3 separate regions of the Mus musculus genome follow, and all the other regions are linked to region 2. Evidence: chromatin contacts called from public promoter capture Hi-C data. All regions are on one chromosome and are shown on one strand. Each heading gives the region's core, a stretch centred on a gene start, on an enhancer-like site or on the middle of the called end of the contact. The rest is flanking DNA. Distances are from core to core; before and after follow the strand shown.

Region 1 (2,995 bases), core at 156-2,655, 630 kb after region 2:
CCACAGCAAAAAAAATCACTAGCTGGTTTAATTTTTTAGGCCACATCCCTAACTCTAGAAAACAGTTCATTTTCAGGTTAACCCCACACCCTGTGCAAGGATCAAACTCAAGGTCTCGCCTTGCTAGGCATGGTTCTGCCTCTGAGCCATTCTCTAGACCGCAAGATGCTTTCATGTTCCTATGTTCCTATTCTGTAATGCTTAATTTATAGTTAATTTTAGAATTGTAGGTAAGCCATGAAGGCACAGACAGGACTCCCACATGACCCATAGCAGCCCCCCTATTGTCAATACTTCGTACAGTTAAGGTCCCTCATCACATTCAGGGAATACCCAGTGGATGATGCTACTGAGTGTAAAGCCCCTTCATTGGGGTTTCTCTAGTGCCTCACTACTGCTACTTTCTTCTGCTACAGATGCAGTCCAGAACTTGGCTACACTGAGCTGTCGGGATCTCCTTGACTCTGATGGCTTTGGTCTGTCCGTGTTTCTCATGCAGGCCTTGTGAGGAATTCAGGTGAGCGACTTCACAACTCTTCCTTGGAGCTGGATATCCAGGTGGCTAAAACTCGGTGATGATATGTCACTGGGCAGAATCCCACAAGGCATGTTGAGTGCCCCTCTGTGGAAGTATGGGGCATGCGTGTGTGCATGTGTGTGTTGCAACAGTGTGCACAGGCCTACTGGCGATGCTAAACCGGGATGGGTAGGTTGCTTTCTCTTTGCCATTATCAAATATCTCAGAGAACAAGGTCTTAATACTGTGCAAACAACCCTGTTTTTCCTTGAACTTCCCCCATTGGTCTTAGCTTATCTCCATCACTGGAAAAAATTTGCAATATTTCCCAGTTAGTGTACATGGTGTTGTAATGGTGATTTTCCTAACTGTCATTAACCCTTCAGGTCATCAATTTCCTGATTCCTTTCTTCTGCAGGTCTTTAACCAGCCTCGGAAGCATTCACAGTACCGCCTTCCTCCTTTCTAAGTCCTCCCTAGCATTATATTTTCAGTTTACTCCAACAACAGAACAAAAGCCTAAGCAATATCCTTTTGTTAACTAGATGACCTGTCTATCTCTATATAGTAAAGCTTATGGCTAAGATCGAATGGATACTGGATTAATGAACAACAACAAAAAGTATTCCCTATCAAACCTTGATGGGAACAACTTACTTCTGTGGATGAAATCTACGGGTTCTACTAGCATATCCCAGAGAAGCTGAGACCTGAGACCTCTGTTTCCTTAGTGCTACGTAGTCATGGCTGCACCGCATCCGTGTGCTCTTGGGTTTGATAAACATTTAGATCAACACAGGAAATGAATGCTTAAGTCTGAGTGGCTATCCTTGCCAAAGCACTAGAATATTGACAGGATTTCTTCAGTACAACCAGTGCCTGCTGCCATCTGGTGGAGCCCTCACCACCTACAGCCTCAACATCCAAAGAGAAAAAACAGGCCTCTCAAGTCCCAGGCTCCATAAATCAGCATCCCCAGATAGGGGAATCTGTGGCAACTCCATGGCACCCACCGGCTCTCCAAATGCCAGAGTGCAGGAAGAAATCCCCCAAGAGAAGAAGAGAAAGGTCGGTGTAGGTCTTCACCATCGCCATCTGTTTCTTAAATGGAAAGACTTGGAGGGAATGAAGTGGGAGGGAGGGTTTGCCTTGGTGACCCTTGAGGGTCACAACACAAACAATAACCAGAGTCCAGTGGAGGAGCCCCAAGATCTGGATATGATATGACAAGATCAAAAGTCATCCATTGTTCAGACAACCCAGACAAACTGCCTCACTACATGCAATCAGCTGAATAGAAGGTTCTAGAGCTCAGATGCCAGTTTAAAAAAGACCCCTAGGCCCTTAAACTGCCTGCTCTCCTCTAAGATAACCAGGAAGTTGCTACACAATGAACAGCCCATATGGACCACCCACCCTGTGCACTCACGGTCGTGGGTTCTCCCGCAAGTGGTGTATGCCTATAATTCCAATACTGAGGAGGTTGACATAGTTAGGGAGGACTGTTGTAAGTTCAAGGCCAGCCTGCGCTAAATAGTAAGTTAAAGGTTAGCCTCCCAAAGAAATGAAAAAATAAAAAAATAAAAAATAAAACAATTATCTGGACAAGTATAGCCAGCTTTTAGGAAAACAGCAAGCAGGCCATGGGGCCCCTTCCTTCCTCTGTAGGCCTCACGGTGTTGACTTCCCCTTACAGTGGCTGACTTTCAGTGCTAGAAGGCTCAGTACAATGTCAATGCCAACAATACCAAAGCTAAAAGCTTCCCTAAAGCCAACAGCCAAATTCAACACCTCCTCAAAGGGGCTCCCTCACTTCCGCAGGTCGGCCACTGACTCCAGTCATTACCTCAGAAATGCTTTCCTGGGGCTGAAGATACGCTCAGCAGTTAAGAATACTTGATGTTCTTCCAGAAGACCCACACTCAGTTCCCAGCACCCACCTGGTGGCTCACAACCGTCTACCACTCCAGTTCTGAGAGCTCCAGTGCCTTCTTTAGCCTCTGTGGACACCAGGCACACACATGTAAATATACATGCTACAGACGTGCAGACAAAACACATATACAGACACAAAACTAAAATAATAAATATTGTTTAAAAGAATGCCTCCCTAATATTTTCATCGTCATTATATTCTTTCTTAAGTATTCTAACTAATATGTCAAATTAACTCCTTTGGAAGTAAAAATAACACACTTGGCAGTCACCAAGTAGAAGGTACTTAACGCTGCTTAGTAAGGATTCAGCGATCATTTTTCTGAGCCAGGGAAGTGACCTTTCTAGAGCCCAGTCAGTGGTAGAGGCTGAGTCCACCCACCCCATAGACACACTGGAAAGGGCCTTGAAACCACAGCCACTAAGCACAATCCTCCCACGCCTTCACCACAGTCCTCCCTCACCTTCATCACAATCCTCCCATGCCTTCACCACAGTCCTCCCTCACCTTCATCACAGTCCTCCCATGCCTTCACCACAGTC
Region 2 (3,008 bases), core at 61-2,560:
GTTCACCTGTAAACTCTAACTTCAGGGGACCTGATACCTTTCTGTGGCCTCTAGGAGAATCTGCACTCTATTATATACACACTCGTAAATAAAACAAACAAAAAACTTAAGGAAAAACAATGTACAGGAACCTGAAGAAGATAGCTCATGGTTCCTTCAGCAAAGTGCTTTCCATGGCAACATATGGATCTGAGTTCAATCCCCAGCACTCATACAGAAACAAACAAACAAAACTGGCCATGGAGACACCCCTGGTGCCTCTTGCCTTGGCCAGACAGCTTAGTCCATTCCACAAGCAAAAGGTAAAAGTAATACCTTGTATGGAAAAGAAAAAGATGCATTGTAAGAAGGAGCTAACTGGAGGTGGGCTCCTGGCCTCCCATATGTGGAGTTTTATACACACACACACACACACACACACACACCCAATCCCACCCGGAAAGAACTCCAAACAAACAAACAAACAAAAAACCCAACTTAAGTACATGTGTTTATACACTAGATGTATGTTCATTTGGGTACATACCTGTATGTGAAACTGATAAATCATACAGTAACCATAAAGGTTTTGCATTCTTTGCAGGAATGTATGTGATTTTCAGTTAGTGTACGTTTTTGTTAACATCGGTGAATGTTTGGGATTTGGGGGCATTTTATGTGTACTCTACATCAAAGTTGAGTTCCCCTAATGTCCTTTGACATTGAGCATCTTTTTAATGCTTATTTGTATGGTGAGGTATCTGGTAAAATGGCTGTGAATTTTCTTAAAGTGGTCGTGTGTATGGTTTAATAAGACTCCTTTATCGTGTCTTTTGTGGCCCTCTCTCTGTCTTGTCATATTTATCTTTTGACAATAAGGGATCACTGGACTATCGTGCAACTTTCTTCTTAATGACACCTGCAGCAACACAGTTTCTGCTTGGGGTTTCAACTACTATTTTCGAGGGCTACAAATTAATCACGTTTCTTCCTCGACAGGCTGCTGTGGTGGACGAACGATAATTTACCAGTGGTTCTGTCACCGTGTCACCTCTGAACCCACAAAGCTTGCAAAGGCCACTGTCGCACACAGCGCTATCTAGCGGGCCAAGCGGTCTCCGCCCTGACATATAGCAGCTATGACCGCCGTATTATTTTTTTTAAGGGCTCTCTCAGAACTCGCTCAGAAAGCAAGGCAAAAGTGCCATTCCTTCCGCCCGCGGGCCTCCGGGATGGTCGTGCTGCGAACCTGGCATGCTCAGTAGAGCTCAATGCCCAGCTGGGAGGCTGGCGCTCGCCCGTGCACACAGCCCCGGGGCGTGAGCAGAGGCGGAGACAGGGGCGGCCGCAGCCTAGCACCACCCCAGTAGTCCTTAGAGGAGGACCAGCGGCCCCCGGAACGGCCTCGGGAGCGCGGGTGTCGGTGCCGCTCACCTCCCGGGAGTCCAGCGGCGGTGCGGACCCGCGGAGGTGCGAGCTGGACGCGGCGGGAGGCGGCAGGCTGTGGGGGACCTGCGAGTGGCTGGGCGCCACTTCAGCACCGAACTCCGACCGGTCCTCGTCAGGGCCCAGGGCCGTCCCGGCCGGGCAGCCACGGCGAGGCGCCGCTCCTGACGTCCACCGCCCGTCCTTCCTCACCTAGGCCGGGGTACTTGGCCGCGGGAAGGCCTCTGAGGTAAGTCAGCGCGGGGGTCGAGGCCAGGGGCGCCGCCGCTAGTTTCCTCAGAAGCTGGTTTCCCGGAAGGGGCGGAGGCCGCGCGATTTCTGCGCGTGGACCGGAGGGCGGGGCTCGTTGTTTCCGGAAGCCGGGTGGCGGGCGGGACTTCAAACGTTCCCGGAAATCGAAAAGCGCGGAACTTGCTGTCATCTAGCGGGAGGTTGGACTCTTCTTGAGGTCGTTTTAGCTCAAGTCGAGACTGAAGGTGCGCCGTAGCCATGGTTACAGAGTGACTATGGAACGATTATTTTGGTAGGAATGACAGCTTCTTGAAGCTTTAGGACCCCAACAAGACTACCTAAATGTAACCTATCAACCCTGGACCTACCAGCTCTTTAAAAGGGTCTATTCCTGTTGTCTTGGGGCAGCAGGTGGCAGAGCAGTCGGTAGCTTTCATCGTTATTTTTGAGGTGAGCTGGCAAATCAGGAGTGATCTACGACCTCAACGAGAGACCAGTGTCAAACATCCAAGGCTTCTCTGGTCCTCAGTAGCATTTGCATTTATGGGTTGCTGCAGACCTTTTCTGAGTTGTGAAAAAGATAAGCCACATCCTCCTCACCTAAGCGTTGGACAGAGCCCACTGAGGATGGATGGTGCAGCCCAGGGTGACTCATTCTTTGTGTCTTGCAGATCATTTGATTTTCTTGCTCTTTTACTTTGTGCAAAGAGTTGAAGCTGTTTTAATCAAGAAATTCCACAAAAGACCTTTAGGAAAGTATTCTTTCTTAACACATGAAGACTCGATGGTAGAGTGAACTTTGGGATGCAATGACTTAATTGTGTAATTCTGTAGCCCCTGGAAAGATACTACTAAGGCTTGTGAGAAAGGTGAACTATCACAGCTGTATTGTATGTAGAAATATACTAGTCTTATTGAAAATGAAATTTGGGATGTTTTGTTTGTATGACTGACAAAAACAGTAGTAACAATTCTTAACTTTAATTTCCATTTTTCTCATTCTTTGCTACTTTGAGCCTTACACATAATGTTAAGCTTTCAAGATTGTAATAAGATATGTGCCCAAGGTAACAACTTACAAACTGGGCACAGTACTATTACACCTTAGTTAATGTCTCCTTAATATCTCCAGTAGGATCTGGAATTTGAAGCAAATATATAGTTTCCCACACATCGGTAGGATATCATTCTGGCAGATGTGTCTTACTATAAAAACATGGATATAATACTAAGTTTTTTTTAAATTTAATCTGTACATCCCCATGTTTTTAAAATGTAGAATATTCAATTAATCTGGGTAAGTCCATATGATTTTATATGTTTGTTTGTTTGTTTGTTTATTGTTTTTGAGA
Region 3 (3,242 bases), core at 265-2,764, 920 kb before region 2:
GAAACAACTTGATGTCTAATGGGGACATATACTGGTTATTTGAGTGGAGATTGGGAATTCATGACCAGCCTTAAAAGAACAATGTTGTTCTTTTAAGATCTTAGGGGACTTCCTTCGCTGGGAACAGTAATTTTCCTTCCATGACACTGAACTCACTCCCATGCAACATGTTAAGTCTGCATACTATGTACTCTCTCATCAATGGCTTTATTGAAGGAGAGAACATGGCTCCAACAGGAACTGAAGATGGTACATCAAATGACCTGCTAGTGGGATGACACTATTTGACTAGGGCGCATGCACATCAAACCCTGCACTTGCAGCAGAAGGAAGTGCCCTGCAGCAGTGCTGAGGGACAATAAGCTTGGCTGTAGAGCTGGACAGGACAGCTTCCTGACTACCATGCTTTGGTGTGCCAGCCATTCTTCCACCTCTGCTCTTTAGAGCACACATCTTGGGGTTGCTTGTAGCTCTGTTCTTCCAGTGGCCCAAATGGGAGCTCTGACCCTGCCTTGGTGAAGAAGCCTCCTCTGACGCCTTCCTTTAAGGAATACCAATGGTGGCTAAAAGAAACAGGGATTCCAGATGCTCAGTCCACTCAGTACTAGCAGGGCCACCTGATCATTCATGGTAATGGGAGACACTACCAGAACTGTCAGGTTTGTACAGAATGTGATTACCCTTACTGGGCTGCAGTGGTCAGTAAAGTGAATGAGATGAGGTCATGTTCCATGTGGGATAAACATGGTTAGTAGACTGCACCAGGTGATGGGGGAAAGGAGAGAAAAAGATGTGAGAGGGGAGGGGACCAGGAGAAGGGACCAAGAGCGAAGAGAATCAAGATAGCCAAGAGAGCAAATGGCCAAAAATGGCAGGGTTACATAGGAAAGAGAAGCTTGCAGAAGAGTAGCCAGGGCCCCAGGGAGGAGATGTTTAGTTCAGGGGAGAGGTGAGAAAAACTGAGAAGAGCTACAGGTACTGATGGAAGATAGAAGCCAGAATGAATTTTGGTGTGCTAATAGGTACCACAGTTAGCCAGTTGCTTCTTTGGAACCCAACATAAAGGACTTTTTTTCCTCCTCCTCCTCCTCCTCCTCCTCTTCCTCTTCCTCTTCCTCCTCCTCCTCTTCCTTCTCTCTCTCTCTCTCTCTCTCTCTCTCTCTCTCTCATACATAGGTGTAGCTAGAAACTGGAGCACTGTGACCTTATTCAAGGGGCCACAAAGGTGCCTCTACACCCCCATGCACACACCTTACAAAAAAGGATCTCTAGCATTTTTGCAGTCTTTCAGTGGAATTCAAAAAGGAATCATTTGATTGGTAATGAGAATGTTTTTCCTCTCGGCTTTTCACAGCTCAGGAAGGAGTAATTTATCAAGTACTCTGCTTGGAGAAGTAGAGCATAGCCTGGAATGGAGGAACATGGATCCCTGTGGGCGCTTGCAATCTTCTGCTTTCATTTTGTCAGTCATGCAAGCACAGTTTTAAGTACTCACCAGGGGAGAAAAAGCTCTCTTCCCAGCTTGTGCTTGCCAGTAAGACACTCTCCTTTCAGAGTCAAGGCTGCAGCTGGCCTTGGGAGCTTCTTCCTAGGTCTCTAGCAAGTGGAGCCAGAGCTGCTACAGAGGAGGTAAGGGCCATGGGCAGCATCCCAGGAAGGTGGTTGGCAAGAGGGTGGGAGACCTCTCTGCACGTCCTCCTGGGACCTGCATGCTCTCCCCATGCCTCACCCTCACCCTAGTTGTGACACCAGACCAAGAAAGGCGATGTGGTTCCCCAGCCACATCCAAAGCCAAGCCTTTGGCCAGAGGAAGGAAGGCTGTCCCAGTCATGGTTTTGCTTTTGTTTTTCCCCTCAGCTTGCTTTTTGAACCTCTATCTGAGAGGACAGTGCCCTGCTGCTCCATAGCTTCAATCCTGGCTGCAGGGATGGAGGTTGGGAAGGAAGCTGGTGAGATCCTAGATCCTCAAAAATGATAACTGGATGTAGCCCTGGTAGCTAAACATCCACAGATACACAGCTGTGAATGGCCTGTACTTGGACAAACTGGAGTTCTGAGTTTAGGATCCAGATGGATTAGGAGTGAGTCCCAAGCAGGACTTGCTTACCCACTTCAGGGACCAGCTTCCTTCCAAATAGACACAGGAGAGTGTCTCTCTTCCCTGTCACCCATAGCCTGACTAGGGAGAGTGAGTGGCAAACCCAAATTTGCATATTTCATTCCAGCTGAGACTAAAGCCTTGACCTCAGGCATGGAGGACTGTAACCACTGAGAACTAATATGATAACATTGTTATCTTACGAGAATTCTCCTGTATGCAGAGTAGGTCCATATGGTTTTCTGGATTCATTGCACAGATGAATTCGAACCTGACATCCCACAGGGAGAGAGATGTGTGAGCTCCAGACAGAAGGCTGTGTAGTGTGGGCACTGTGCCAGGACCACCAGCATAATTTCTCCTAAGACACACCTGTCTAGAAAGTTAGAGCCATAAGACAACCTTGGCCCTGGGCCATGTCACTGCTCATATCTGGCCCCAGCTTTGTGTGCCTAGAGGAGTATTCTTGCCTCTTTGGAAAAATTGGAGGGAGCCGGATTAACCTACTGCAGGTGCTAGGGGTGGGTGGCAAAGCTGTGATAGGTGTTGGTAGTGTTGTAGCTGGCAAAGCTGATCTCCTGTCTGTTGCAGCCTTCACCATGGAGCAGCTGAGTTCAGCGAACACCCTCTTCACCTTGGAGCTGTTCCACACACTGAAGGAAAGCAGCCCCACAGGAAACATCTTCTTCTCTCCATTTAGTATTTCTTCTTCCTTGGCCATGGTCTTTCTGGGAGCCAAAGGCAGCACTGCAGCCCAGCTCTCTAAGGTTAGCAGAGGCCAAACTGGCCAGCTCTCCCTGCCATATCTCTGCTGACATGGTGCAGTCAGACTTTCACAAAAGCCCTCCCCTCCTCCTAATCCCTCTGCTCCTTCCATCACTGCCCGCACCACCCCAACCCCCCAAAAACCTTCAGTTATTCATTCACCGGCAGCTTCGAGTGAACATAGGGTAGTGTCTCTGTTCACTTGGGGAAACAGAGTGAAGAAAAACAAGGACAAGACCTGTGGGCTTTGAGTGCCTCCTACTTCCATGAGTAAATTGTGTAAGCCCTGCACTTCCTCAGAGCTATGGGTTTCCTGTTTTCCTTTTTGAATGGATCATCACTGTTTATGAAACATGCCTGTAATTCAGTGTCTGTTAGC

Evidence for each region. Promoter capture Hi-C pulls out the DNA fragments that hold promoters and counts their contacts.
Region 1: a promoter capture Hi-C map of hippocampal neurons shows a contact between it and region 2, with 3 times the contacts expected there. The contact joins the enhancer-like site here to the promoter of Ripk1 in region 2. A contact is called at or near these places in 7 of 39 promoter capture datasets (HPC-7-derived erythroid cells, cranial neural crest, frontonasal cranial neural crest and 4 more), 2 of 115 datasets of contacts at active chromatin or transcription factors (astrocytes and large pre-B cells) and 1 of 9 other capture datasets (liver).
Region 3: a contact with region 2 is called in a promoter capture Hi-C map of hippocampal neurons, with 5 times the contacts expected there. The contact joins the promoter of Serpinb1b here to the promoter of Ripk1 in region 2. A contact is called at or near these places in 8 of 39 promoter capture datasets (the 3T3-L1 cell line, 3T3-L1-derived adipocytes, embryonic stem cells and 4 more), 1 of 15 datasets of contacts at CTCF or cohesin (large pre-B cells), 1 of 484 Hi-C or Micro-C datasets (Th1 cells) and 2 of 115 datasets of contacts at active chromatin or transcription factors (the 230-238 cell line and large pre-B cells).

Annotation. Positions count from the first base shown.
Region 1 is chr13:34,634,791-34,637,785 of GRCm38.p6, forward strand. The region is part of intron 3 of Pxdc1 (PX domain containing 1); the gene reads right to left. Among named protein-coding and RNA genes, the nearest start is that of Pxdc1, 16 kb to the right of the region's middle. Within about 2 kb of position 1,406, at least 17 of the 459 cell types and tissues checked have an H3K27ac peak or open chromatin away from gene starts, as enhancers often do. A contact at or near this core is called in hippocampal neurons and liver, where this site is marked.
Region 2 is chr13:34,001,053-34,004,060 of GRCm38.p6, forward strand. Ripk1 (receptor (TNFRSF)-interacting serine-threonine kinase 1) reads left to right here and starts at 1,311. Exons shown (of 11, transcript NM_001359997.1): 1 at 1,311-1,654. It also overlaps a transcript of Serpinb6a not described here.
Region 3 is chr13:33,082,589-33,085,830 of GRCm38.p6, forward strand. It overlaps Serpinb1b (serine (or cysteine) peptidase inhibitor, clade B, member 1b), which reads left to right and starts at 1,515. Exons shown (of 7, transcript NM_173052.2): 1 at 1,515-1,629; 2 at 2,690-2,865. The coding sequence starts at 2,698.